Regions from separate parts of the Zea mays genome. Here region 2 is linked to region 1. Evidence: chromatin contacts called from public Hi-C data. All regions are on one chromosome and are shown on one strand. The core of a region is the stretch at or near the end of the contact, and the rest is flanking DNA. Distances in the headings are between cores, read along the strand shown. Region 1 holds the start of LOC100275075. Region 2 holds the start of LOC100282068.

Region 1 (6,879 bases), core at 1,586-4,085:
CCCCCAAATTCAGGGCGTTACACGTGCCCTCAGTGGCGTAGTCAAGTGGGGTAGAGGAAGGTAGAGGTAGAGGAGGGAAGCTGAAGGAAATTGTTGCTAAGAAAATGAGGCTAGGCAAAGGCATTGGTTCAAGCAACAACACTAAGTCTGAACTTGACAAATACCTTTCTGAAGAAACTGAAGACACAGAAATGAAGCTTGATCTCCTAGTATGGTGGAAGGCATCTGAGCAGAGATTTCCAATACTAGCTCGCATGGCTCGTGATGTGCTTGCTATACCAATATCAACTGTAGCATCAGAGTCAGCATTTAGCACAAGTGGGCGCATTTTAGATGACTTCCATAGCTCCCTTACTCCATTCATGCTTGAAGCTCTAGTATGCGCACAAGATTGGTTGAGGTGGTCAATACCTATTGATATTGAAGAAAACCTTGAAGAATTAACCATGCTAGAAAAAGGTCTAACATTCCTTATTTTTTTCATTATTATTGAATGGTTCATTGCATATCAACACATATTAACTAGACAGTGTTTTTATCTCATTGCAGAACTAAAAGAAGAATTTGGTGGTAAAGGAAAAGGAAAACAAGAAGCAACAACAACAGGTACAGAAATAGGAAGCAACACCATCCATGGAACATCTACATCTTAGTTCATGGCTTGGCTTCATGCTGGTATAGTCCTGCTATTTATTAGTTACCTTGTTGTTGTCTGTGTGCTATTTATTAGTCCATCTACATCTTTTTTGGTTGCTGCCTTGCTGCTGTCATGTAGACATGTAGTCCTGCTCTTTATTAGTTACCTTGTTGCTGTGAGTCTGTGACCTGTGATGCTGTCTGTGTGCTATTGAGTGGTGCTGTCGTGCTGGTGTCTGCCTTGCTGCTGTTTTTATTAGTTCTGCTCTTTACTAATTACCTTGTTGTTGTCTGCCTTTTGCTGTTGAACAGGTACACCGTACATGTATGGACTATGTACTATGGTATGGAGACATCAGACATGGAGTGGTGCTTTTGGCCTTTTCGCCTATGCACTTAGTATGCAGTGTTGTGCACTTGTGTTGTAGTGTTGTGCCTGTGCGGTTGTGTCTGCTACTTTGCTGTGCGCCCGCCTGTGCCTGTGCGGTTGTTTACTGGAGAGTGGTCGAGTGCTAGAGAAGTGGAGAGTGGAGAATGTGTGTACTATACTACTGTTGTGTACTTGTGTTGGTGTGTTCTCTTGCTCTCTATTATGTGTGATAGCGAGACTAATACTATTAGTGAATCTGTGACTGTGTGCTCTATGCTATATGACTATGTGTGACATCTCAACTGGAATATTGTTTCACTGTTTCAATTTTTAAATATTGTTGCTAAACGCTACATGCTCGAATATATCGGGTATTTTGATATTACCCGAACCCGTACCCGAAAGTACGGGTACCCAAAATTACGGGTACCCGACATTATGGGTACGAGTTCGGGCTTAAATGTTTAAAACCCGAAATATAAAAAAACCCGAAAAACCCGACCCGAAATACCGAGTAAACCCGAACGCCCAGCTGTACCACTTACCATGGTACGGTGCTAGTGTCTAGGGAAAAAATGTTGTGTCCCCTGTTCGCGTGCCCTCAGTGGCGTAGTCAAAAGTGGGGTTGGAAGTTACTTGTTATGATTTGTGGCTATTGTATATTACATACTAATTAGTTGACCGTACATCGCTATGGTTTTATATATTATATAGTTAGATGTACTTAAATAAGATATTTATTTAAATACGATTATATTTCTTTATTTTTTAAATTATTACTATATAAATATATTTATAATATCTCTCATTTATATAACACAAACAAACATAAGTTGTAGTGGTAGAAGACAAACAAACATAAGTTGTAGTGGTAGAAGCCAAGTGCTATCTACTAAGTGAGTAGAGTTTGAATCCTTCACACCCTATTTTTTGGATATTTTTCACAGGAAGGAAATTTATTTCCTTGTTGTGCTCGCTGAAGGAGACAACATACGAAAAAATTTACACTTAAATACAGTAGAGTATATATATATATATATACTCTATTTATTAATATTATAACTATATATATATATAGTTATATATGTGTTGGCCCTAAGGAAAAATCCTGCTACGCCTCTGCAGCGTGCCCTACAGTGCACGGCACCGCAGCACACACATCTCACACGCGGATAGCGCCAGACGAGAGCGCGGCCACATGGCCCGCATGAACGGAGAACGACGCGCGCCGGCGCCCGTGCGCTCCGATCGCCTACCGTCGATAGGCCAAGCGTTCCCTGAGCGGATCATGGCCACACGCGGACGGCGGATCGCCCGGAGCCCCGCACCAAAGCACACCGGCCACGTCGCGCGGCGGTCGGCGCCCGTCGGCGTCGCTCGTTAAACCAAAAAGGCGCCATTAGCCTGACGGCAGCGACGGACACCGACGAGCCCGCGCCGCGACGCGCGCCGAATTAACTCCGCCGTTGAACGCTCCGCCGCGTTGCGCATGGAGGCATGCTTTGTTTGCTTCCGAACGCCGCCGAGAGCGAGGCATAGGCGCATGTGCATGTGCGTGCCTGCCTGCCGCCAGAAGTAGCCTTGCCCGCGCGCGCACGGCGGCTGGCCCGTATAACGTGACGTTCGCTTGGGATTTTGCAGGCAGGCTGTTAGCGTCGTGACGTGCAAGCGAACTGGGTTCGCACAGCTGTGCGATCTGCGTCCGAGAGGCGACGGCGCTGTCCACGTCTCGCCACCGTATGGTCCACGGCGTCGCACCGTGCGCGTTTGCAGGTGCTGGGTGCTGGCTCAGTATAAATGCAAGCTTCCATCGCCAACTCTAGCCGCACACGCTCGCGATTCAACAAAGACGTACGTACATGCACAAAACTAGAGCGAGCTGTGTGTGTGTGTGTTCGTCATTTCCTCGATCATGGCGAAGGCGCAGGCGCAGGTGGCGGCGAGGTTCATGATGGAGGCGCCGCCGCCGCAGGTGGTGTCGGTCATGCGGCGGAGGAAGGCGCCGAGGAGCCTGAGCACCATCGCCGAGGACGACAGGGAGATGCTGGCGCCGTGCGGGTCACCGTCGGACCACGGCCACGTACATACACATAACTAGAGCGAGTAGAGATACCGTCTCTTACTGTGTGTGTGTGTGTGTGTGTTTATCAACTCCTCGATGCATGGCGAAGGCGCAGGCGCAGGTGGCGGCGAGGTTCACGACGGAGGTGGCGCCGCCGCAGGTGGTGTCGGTCATGCGACGAAGGAAGGGGCCGAGGAGCCTGGACACCATCGCCGAGGACGACAGGGAGCAGCAGCTGGCGTGCGGGTCGCCATCGGACCACGGCCTCGCGACGGCGTGGTCGTCGCTCCAGAGGATACCGACGCCACCGCAGCCGCCGCGGGAGCGCGCAGGTGGGTCCGTGACGAGGGACCTCAGCAAGAACTTCTTGGACTCCCACGGCTGCCAGCAGGCCAGCGGCTGGGAGGGTGGACACATGCTAGGCCACCGGCGAGCCGTGCATGCGCTGGAGCTTCACAAGGTCGGAGCTTGTTGAAGAGGGAAGAGAGAAAATCTAGCTTAGCTGCAGTGAGCTTGTTCGGGAGAAATATATTTGTACCACTTCCACACGTGCGCTCATGCATGATACTTCCTCCGTTTTTTTATTTACCACATTTTAGTAAAAAATGAACTAGCGGCTGATAAATATTCAAAAACGGAGATAATATTATTTTGGCTTAGCTTTATCACGCGTGATGTGGAGAGTATATATGTTTGCTGTGAAGTTGTTTTTCATCCAGCTTCAATTTCGCTTGAAATAACTGTAATAGTTAATCAAAATAAACATACGATATTCTCTCTATTCTCTTCTCTTCTCTACTCTTTTAAACCACCAGCCATGTGTAGTGCATCACGCCTAAAACATATAGGTCTATTCATCTACCTTGTTTCTCGTCTAACAAACTATGGGCCATTATACCATATATGAGTTTTGAGAAATCACCTAAGCCCAATACGATAGACCCAAACCTAACATGATAGAAAGTCACACATAGCGCATCACTCCCACATAGTACCACCTCACTAGCTAAAGGAGTATAAACGACCGAACGATCTATAAAAAGACTCATTTTCAACTCATATTTTTTTCAGCCTTTTGGCTAAGATAAGGTGTGATATTTGTTCTTATCAGTTAATATCTTATATATAGACCACATGTTTACTCTGGCATTATTATTTTAATTTTATAGGTATCAAATATGATTGTGTGTCGTCGCAACGTACAAACATTGTACTTGTTGACTGTTTTATTTGTGGGATGGAATTTTTGTGGCTCATTCAATCCAACTCAGTCCCTGCTTCAATCCCTAGGACCTAGTTGATTGAACTTTAGTCACTAAGAATCAAGACATATAGGCTAACTATTAGGGTCTATTTGGTGATGGATCACTATATCCTTTTTGTCGGCGCCTAAGCCGTTGTAACATTTGGCCACTCGAGACACTTCATAAGACTTGGGACCCTTAAAAGGATCAACCTTGTACCTAATGACTAGGATTCATACCCTCTAGGGCTCTAGGGTCACTCGGATGAGTTGGGGACTTAGGGTGGCTAAGTTTGATCCTATCTCTTGACAAAAGAGTGCGTTCGGTCCAGAAAAGATAGTACAAACCCAAGAGATGGACCCCAAATCTAATGGTCTAAAGACTATCCCTTCGCAATACCTTAATAGATAAGTTTCCAGCACAATGCATTAATGTTCGATAAGCGATATTGCGGGTCTAACTTAGTGTGTTGTCATACGACTTAGGCTTCAGGGCACTTGAAGACCACTACATAGTACGTAGACCTATCTCGTAACTATGCATGCAAATACGGAGTGTATCGAAAAATACATTAAAGTGATAAATGATGCTCTGGCTACCAATTACATTACGTCAGTTGCCCTAGACTCCGACGTACTTAGACGTCGGGTTATCTTACTTGCACCTCTAGTAGGATTGATAGTTACCTTAGGAAGGAAAGATTATGACCAAGAATGTGTATCAAGTTAAATGTGATACATGACCTTAAATGCACACCTTTACCCTGATACATGCTCAGGGGACATTGTGCAAGTATGTTCTCGCATTTATTGGCTCCCATGAGATGAAAAATCCATATAGCCATAACTAGGCAGTATGGAGGAACAATAATGTAATTATAGTACATGAATCATACTTAACACCATTAAGGCACTCAGTAAAGTCAGTTTAACAAGTATGATTAGTTGACACATGCTCGATCTACGTCATATGACTGATTATAAGGCAAAGGACTGTTATACAGGGTTGAGACAAGATAGGGACAGTTGGCTCGATGACAAGTAGGGTCTGCTGGAGGCATGTACATGTAAGATCACTGCCTCCTTGAACTATAAAGGAGAGTGATAGAGCAACATATAATCTAGGTTGATCCACCCTAGTCATATACAATCACGAATTCCAACCCATTTAGTTCTGCAAGGGAGACCACCAAGGTAACTATAGTTAGTATTAGACTTTCCACCACGCTAGTGTCCTATAGTAGGTCTTAGAGTTCATGGTACTTGAGTCTGTAATCTTATATATCTTCTGCATACCATTATCTAAGATCAGCAAAAGGATATAGGGTATTACACACATAACGATATAAACCTCTATAAACTCTATTTGTATTACTCCCTACATCCCAAAATAGTATTCATTTTAGCCCTTGCTTTTTGTCTATGTTCAGCTAGATGGTAATGAATCTAGATATATATATAAAACACATAAATTAATTATTGTATGAATCCATTAAAATGTTAAAATGAATTTTAATTTGGGACAGAGGGAGTAGCTTATTGATGTCATGACCTTATGGTGTCTTTGCTCACCCTACCTATATTTCTCCAGTATATCTTAGTGTTTTTATAGTAAACTTAATTAGGCTATCTTTAGCAACTTACTCATTGAGTATTTAAATTTCACTCTGCGAACAATATAGTCGACAATGTAAAATAGTGTTTCAGGTGATCATATGTGTGAATTGTTGGACACGGTCTTAAAGACATAAATGCTGATATTTAAAAAATGACTAATCTCAAGCGTGTAATTGCATTCTATTTCGGGAACGCTGGAGTACTTGACTACTACACCTTCAGGCTTCAGTACAATCCAAGCCGCAATACAACCCAGGCCCACGTGTCGGTGAAAGTTAATCAAATTTGGCATGTTCACCCAGCTAGGCAGAAAAGTTGTTTCGCAACCACGTGCTCTCTCTTAAATTTATCTCCCCAGACAGACAATGTGGTCCACATGTATCAAAACTCAACTGGCGCATCTTTTCTCTATTTACCCAATCCTTATCTACATGGCTGCTACCTGCAAAATTATCTAAGCCAAGTAATTATCCATATGATTATGTGAAAACCTATAATTTTATAAGAGATCTAAGGGCCCCATGATAATCTGAGTTCAATACTAATTTGTCTGAATTTGTTTAAAGTCACAAGGTTTTTTTTTGAACAGAAGTAGCTCATAGTAGGACGAGATGGGAAATAGGGAAAAATTAGTATCGGTTTGTAACTGTTATCTCGAAATATTGGTAGGCTTGTGAAATTGACGCTACCATGTTCGAACGATAAATCAACATCAAGTTGTGCACTCATACAACACATTAGTAGCTTTTCAGTGACAAATTCAGACGGCTCATAAGATTTAATTATATCTTTTCCAAAGTTGCAAGCCTTCTATTATGAACCCGCATCAGTTCCATTTACAATGTTCAGATTAATAGTTACAGGTCAGTGGCAACCTATTTACCTAAAAATTCTATCTAGGAAAACTGTGGCTCGCTCTTATCTAGCAAGAATGCCCCCACAAAATAAGTT
Region 2 (7,288 bases), core at 2,352-4,851, 160 kb before region 1:
AAAAAATAATTATTAGGTTTCAAACATCCTCAGCTAATATCAAAACTAGTTCATTAGCTAGCTTAACTCAGCTAATAATTTATCAACTAGCTAACAGTTAGCTCTAAGGGTTCCAAACAAAACCTACTTTGACCTATAGGTAGACGCATTACAAGATTATTATAAAAAGAGATTACACTAGGTAATTTTTGTTTTGCAATGGTCAAGCAAAAAATTAGACATACGAAAAAGCAAGCCACTAGTCTCCAGAAAACATAGAGCTACTGAGTACTAGGATATGGATATATAGAACAAAAAAAAAGGTTCTGCATAAGCCTATATAGATTCACCAAAGTAAATAGCTAATAGCAAAACAAATAATCAAACATGTATATCAATATGATTCATAGAAACTATATTCAGCCAGACTTTCAAGTTTGACTTAATTCATAGAAAACATGATTAATATTTATGATTCTATGCACAACTAACCTAACCTGATGGTCCGGTATCAATAGCTCTAATCAAACTTCAAATGAAAATGAAAAACTGCATTTTTTTAGCTGTAAGTTTTAACTAGTCACAAAAAATGAGACTGCCAGAACCTGAAGTAAACATACAGTAAAAAGATAAGGTGCGACAAACACCAGTAAACAAAAATTAGAAGGCAACCAATTTAGTAACATTAACTGACATGACAAAAAACAACAATATTCAGCGAATAGTTTAAATTCAAACAACATTTATTCATGATTAAGCCATATGCGGTCGCACGATAGTTTTGGGTAACGAGAACACAACTGGTCCATGAAACCAGCTCAGTCACGACTCACGACACAAACCATACAAATACTTTGAAAGACAGCACCATCCATGGGCAATGGCAGAGACACTAGATAACCCAGATACAGCAGCAGCTTCAACGACTGATGGCTTAATAACCACCGCGAAGACGGAGCACCAGGTGGAGGGTGCTCTCCTTCTGGATATTGTAGTCTGCAAGGGTGCGACCATCCTCCAGCTGCTTGCCGGCGAAGATCAGACGCTGCTGGTCTGGGGGAATCCCCTCCTTGTCCTGGATCTTAGCCTTCACGTTGTCGATGGTGTCAGAGCTCTCAACCTCCAGGGTTATGGTCTTGCCAGTCAAGGTCTTCACAAAGATCTGCATACCGCCCCTCAGGCGGAGCACCAGATGGAGGGTGCTCTCCTTCTGGATGTTGTAGTCAGCCAAGGTGCGACCATCCTCCAGCTGCTTGCCGGCGAAGATCAGCCGCTGCTGGTCCGGGGGGATACCCTCCTTGTCCTGGATCTTGGCCTTCACATTATCAATGGTGTCGGAGCTCTCAACCTCCAAGGTGATGGTCTTGCCAGTCAATGTCTTCACGAAGATCTGCATTCCTCCCCTGAGGCGCAGCACCAGGTGGAGGGTGCTCTCCTTCTGAATGTTGTAATCCGCAAGGGTGCGTCCATCCTCCAGCTGCTTGCCGGCAAAGATAAGACGCTGCTGGTCCGGCGGGATGCCCTCCTTGTCCTGGATCTTGGCCTTGACATTGTCAATGGTATCTGAAGACTCCACCTCAAGAGTGATGGTCTTGCCAGTAAGGGTTTTCACAAAGATCTGCATACCACCCCTAAGACGCAGCACCAAGTGGAGGGTGCTCTCCTTCTGGATGTTGTAGTCAGCAAGGGTCCTCCCATCCTCCAACTGCTTGCCGGCAAAGATGAGACGTTGCTGGTCAGGTGGGATGCCCTCCTTGTCCTGGATCTTTGCCTTGACATTGTCAATGGTGTCTGAGGACTCCACCTCAAGGGTGATTGTCTTGCCAGTCAAGGTCTTGACAAAGATCTGCATGCCTCCCCTAAGGCGCAGCACCAAGTGGAGGGTTGACTCCTTCTGGATGTTGTAGTCAGCAAGTGTGCGTCCGTCCTCAAGCTGCTTGCCGGCGAAGATAAGCCGCTGCTGGTCAGGAGGGATGCCCTCCTTGTCCTGGATCTTAGCCTTGACATTGTCAATGGTGTCAGAAGACTCCACCTCGAGGGTGATAGTCTTGCCGGTGAGGGTCTTCACAAAGATCTGCATCTGCAAGGAAACCAAAAAAAGGTAAGCATATAACAGTAGACCAAGGAGGAAAAGAAAAGGAACACTATAAGATATATGCGTGCTCAAGATGTAGTTGCCACCGTAAGGTACAGTAGCAGCATGATGCCACTCCCTACGTTCTATTTTATTTGTCACGGTTTAGTTCAAAAATGAACTAGCGGGCGACAAATATTCGAGAACGAAGGTAATATATAATAAAGATAAGCGACAAGAACATGCATGTTCAACAGGTGGATGATAAAGAACAACCGAGCAGGAGCCACACATCTACATATTTCTGAGCATGCATATCAAACAGAACAAAACAGTGCATGCTCATCAGATAATAGCTAAGCATGTGTATAGAACAAAGCAACAAGACAATGCATGTTCAAGCAAAGGTGAATTGCATTACTATAAGCAGTGAAATTACACATATTAAACCACCGTCACCGGCTAAATCACACACCCTAGAGTTTAACAGATAGGCACGGTGCATTTTAATCAGGCAGAAGCTACAGCCTCAACAATTCAGGCAGAACTACAGCATCAACAGGAACTCAACTCTGAAGCACATATTCATCCATCATATTAATTACAAACATATATGCTAGCACATGTAGATCCAAATTTAATTAGAGTTCTCGCTGCAGCTTTTCTAGGCGGCAGGTGTGGCCGCGTAAACAAGGAACTAAAATCCACTCTAGCTAACGCGTGGATCAGGCGTTGCCAGAAAGGCAGAAGCAATCAGGCTAAAAAAATAAGACCAGCAAACTAGTACGTATACACCATATTAATTATGAATACATATGTTCAACCCATGCAGATCCAAATCTAATGAGACCAGCAGCTACCGTATAATAAATCATTCGATTCTACTCCGATCTGGATGGACCTTACAACGAGGCCAAAAGCAACGAAACTGATCTGACGAACCAGACGAACAGGCCTAAGAAACGAGCCTGTTGGAATCATCACAGCGAACAAGATCAAGGTTAGATGCATCAAGATCAAGGTTCCATCTAATAGGACGCACCATTCTGCATCAGGTACTTATTTAATTAAAAAGGAAACCACGAGAAGATCCAACCCTAAGAAACGAGGCTGTTGGAATCGTCACAGCGACCCAACCCAACCCAACCCATCTCAGAGCCTCTTACAAGCATATCCCACAATTACTAGATCGAGGACTCGGAGCTACGATAATAGATCGCCAGATCTGGGAATCGAAGCCCCCATATAACCCGTAATAAATCGTATGTTCGTATACCTAGCAAGCAGAGGAGGTGAAGGGAGAGTGGAAGCGGGAGGATGGATGATCGCAGTTACCTTGAAGCGAGGGGAGGGGAGTGGGGGATCGGCGAGGCTCGCAAGGACGACGATTCGGATCGGGGCTGTGTCCGCGTACGCCCAAGAACACAGACGAAGATGAGATGTGGGGAAAGGCGAGGAGAGGATGGTTATTTATGGTGCGACGATAACGCTAGGGGAGGGGAATGCCGTGTGCAGTGACGCTTTCGTGGCGGTCTAACCTCTAAAATTAATATCTAGTTGTTCCAAACACCGCGTTCCTATTAGATCGGTTTTAAAGGTAGGTTTGGTTTGGTTTTAGTTTTGGCTTTTGTTTCCTAAAAGATAAAAATTAAACTAAAGGACTGGATTTAAGCAGTTTTTTTTAAAAGCTGACTTTTTCGTAGTGTAAAATTGAAAGCTTATTTGACCTGTTTTTAGTGGATTTTTTATAAAACTGTGAAAATATATATCAAAGAATTTTTAATGGTTTTTAGTGGTTTACACTAAATAATTTTTAGCTTTTTAATAGCTCATAGTCTGCAATAGTTTTTTTCATAGTTTACCGCCACAGTCCAACTAAATAGAACGTAAAATAGTACCTTAGTGTCTGCTCCGCCACGCAAGACGCAATTTCCGGATGCTGCCAGCCCGCTGCGGCGCAACTGCGCAAGGACCCACGCAGAGCCTTCGAGAAGGCCAGGGCCAGCGAGAGAGATGCCGTTCAAGTTCATTGCTTTGCGTCAACGTCTCCACCGTCTGCTTCGCTTCGTTGCAACGCTTAGGTTATAGCCCTACGATCTTTGGCAATGGATCCTATGCCCGATTTCCCGCTTTCTCAGATGGGTAAACGGGACAGGGATGTAGAAGTATTTTTCATCCCTGTTTCTGTGGGAATCCGTCAAACCTGTACGTGGTGATGTTTTCGTATACTAGCTAATAATAAAAACAAATAATTATTTGGGTAAGAGATCAATCATTGTACAAATATGTTTATTTTAATATACCCATAATGATTTCTTACATCTAACAATATATATAAGTGAAAGTGTTTTTATTAATAACAAAGGATGCATTTCCTAATTATAATGTAAATAGGGACGTTGATCTCCGTCGGAAATTTATGCCCGTGGGGAATATGGATGGGGAAGAAATGTCTTCTGTAAACGTTCGTGGGTATTCCCGCGAGGAAATTTCTGCGTCGTGGGATGGGTATGAAGAGCTATTCCTCGATGAGAAATTTTCCATTGCCATCCCTAATCCCGAGTAGGAATAGGGGTGGACAGTGATCACAATATAAAAGGAGCGATTGATGATAGAGACAACATCATAAGTGAGGGAGACAGGTCAGGGACACGGGGCAGGAGGAGGCGTCGAGGGAGAGGGGAGAGAGAATACATGATCTAAATAATATTATCTATCAGATTTGAATGGATATGGGAGAACATGTTATCCATCGATTTGAACCGCTAGTTTTGATACTGTGTTAGATTTAACGAATGTTATGGGTGTAGATGTGATTTGTTTAGATAGATTTTGTAAAGTTTAAACTGATAAATTATATAATGATATAGATTAGAATGTAGATTGGTCGACACCACGTGGTTGGCACATTTCTCCTACCTCACTGATGTATGTGACCTACCGCCTGGAAGTTTTCCCCCTAAGGCTGGCTCCAGCAGGGTCCTGTAAAAGCTCCTGTACTCTACATATAGAGGTTTGTCAGATCCTCTATCCCTCCAACAAGGGACTCTAAAAGGTACTCTAAAATTTAGAGGATGACATGCATGCGCTATGTATAGAGGATGTACGGCGGTGCTCTATATAGTGTGCTGATTTCTGTGCACGTGCTGACGAGCGGTAAAAAAATAATATAGAATGTCAAATCTAGTAGCACTGTTGATATAGAGGATGAAATTTAGGGGATATTGCTGGAGATGAAGAAGATATAGAGTACAAAATCTTTTAGAGAGTGCTGTAAAGGACAGAGAATATTCTTTTAGGGGATGAAATTTAGGGGACGTTGCTGGAGATAGCCTAAGCTAAAATGACACCGGTGCCTTACAGTCTATTTAGTTCGATGCATCACAATGCACAATTCACCATGTCTAAAGTTTAGGCAGTTTAATTGATTTAAATGTGTGTTTAGTTTGTAGTCACAATCATGACAAGTTTTTGCTACTTTGGTAACCCCATTTTTTCAAATGATTTTTCATTTATTAGTCAATCACTAACTAGTCTGTACGATGACCTTCTTCAGAGCATTATTAATAAGGCAAGACTGTGGAATCTTCTTAAGCTCCCTTTACCGGATATTGGTGACCATGATTTCTCGATTGTTCAGTATGCAGATGACACTCTTTTGATTATGGAGGCCTGTCCTAAGCAACTTTTCTTCCTCAAGGCAATTCTCAACTCTTTTGCTTCTTCTACTGGCCTTAAGGTTAATTATAACAAATAAAATATGTACTCTATAAACGTGCCTTCTGAAAAGATGGAGATCCTCTCTCGAACTCTCAATTGCCAGATTGGAGAAATACCATTCACCTATCTTGGTTTGCCTCTAGGCCTTGCGAAACCCAGAAAGGAACACTTTCTGCCTCTTATTCAAAGGACTGAGAAGAGATTATCTTGCTCTTCAAATTTTTTATCTCAAGCTGGACGCTTGGAGTTGGTAAATTCAGTCTTCTCAGCCTTGCCAACCTTCTTTATGTGCATGCTCAAGATACCTAAAACCATCATTAAGCAAATAGACATGTTCAGGAAACATTGTCTGTGGAGAGGGAATGACATTAGTTCCAAGAAGCCGCCTCTGATTGCTTGAAATTCGGTTACTCAGAGAAAAGTGAATGGCGGGCTGGGGGTGTTTCGCCTTGAAACCCAGAATGAGGCTCTCATGATCAATTTTTTGCATAAATTCTTCAATAACAACGACTTACCCTGGGTGCATCTCGTTTGGGATAAATACTATTTGTCTCGTGGACTCACAGGCCATAGAAACATTGGTTTTTTCTGGTGGAAGAGCATGATCAAGCTCCTTCCCAACTTTAAGGGACTGGCACTCCCAGTCATTGGCAACAGCAGATCAATTTCGTTCTGGGAGGATCAGTGGAGTCAGAACATCCCAAGGCAAAAATTCCCAGAATTATTCTCTTTTGTCAAAAACACAAAATTGACTATTGAAGAAGCTAAAGAGTAGGATCAGTTCGCTGGTTTTTTTCATTTGCCTATCTCTGAACAAGCATATGATCAATACCTGGAGTTGCAGGTGGTTTGGGAGCAAATTGTCCTCAGTAATGCTCACGACCGTTGGCGATACATTTGGGGCTTTGACAACTACTCTTCTCAAAAAGCTTACAGACATTTTATGGGCCAGACGCAGGTTCACCCTATCTACAGGCACTTATGGAAAAGCAAATGTCAGCCTAAGCATAGAGTTTTCTATTGGTTGTGGCTTAAAAATAGACTAAATACCAGAGATATGCTGAGAAGGAAAAACATGGAACTGGAATCTTATTCTTGCGAGAACTGTTTATGGCAAAGAGAGGAGACCCTATATCATCTGTTCCTCAGATGCAATTTTGCGAAAGCTTGCTGGAACTCAATTGGCATAACCCTCCAGAATTACTAATCCTGAGGAGACATCAGCGAACCTTAAACACCAGCTTAACGTCCCCTTCTCTATGGAGATTATTATTCTCATGACATAGAGCATCTTAAAAAGCCGAAATGAGTGGCTGTTTTCAAACAAAGATCCTTCGATTCATCACTGTACACAAGAATTATGTAAGGAGTTGCGGTTGATCATGCACAGAGCGCGTGGGAACTTTGACATCTCCATCCCGAATTGGCTGAGTCTGTGGCAGACATAGGAGTAGTTCTTTCTAATCCATTGCATTTAAACTTATTATTTAGATCTCTCGGATTAACTTTTGTAAA

What was found. A called contact is a pair of places that touch in the nucleus more often than the background predicts.
Region 2: a contact with region 1 is called in a Hi-C map of leaf, with 4 times the contacts expected there. The contact joins the promoter of LOC100282068 here to the promoter of LOC100275075 in region 1. A contact is called at or near these places in 5 of 25 Hi-C or Micro-C datasets (bundle sheath, ear, endosperm and 1 more) and 1 of 3 datasets of contacts at active chromatin or transcription factors (seedling).

Annotation. Positions count from the first base shown.
Region 1 is chr4:245,282,613-245,289,491 of Zm-B73-REFERENCE-NAM-5.0, reverse strand. It overlaps LOC100275075, which reads left to right and starts at 2,835. Exons shown (of 2, transcript NM_001317854.1): 1 at 2,835-3,086; 2 at 3,178-3,847. The coding sequence starts at 2,919. The coding sequence ends at 3,543. LOC100382952 reads right to left here. Exons shown (of 40, transcript NM_001350030.1): 40 at 6,724-6,879. It also overlaps the pseudogene LOC111591486.
Region 2 is chr4:245,443,612-245,450,899 of Zm-B73-REFERENCE-NAM-5.0, reverse strand. It overlaps LOC100282068, which reads right to left and starts at 3,601. Exons shown (of 2, transcript NM_001154981.2): 1 at 3,389-3,601; 2 at 708-2,059. The coding sequence starts at 2,059. The coding sequence ends at 914.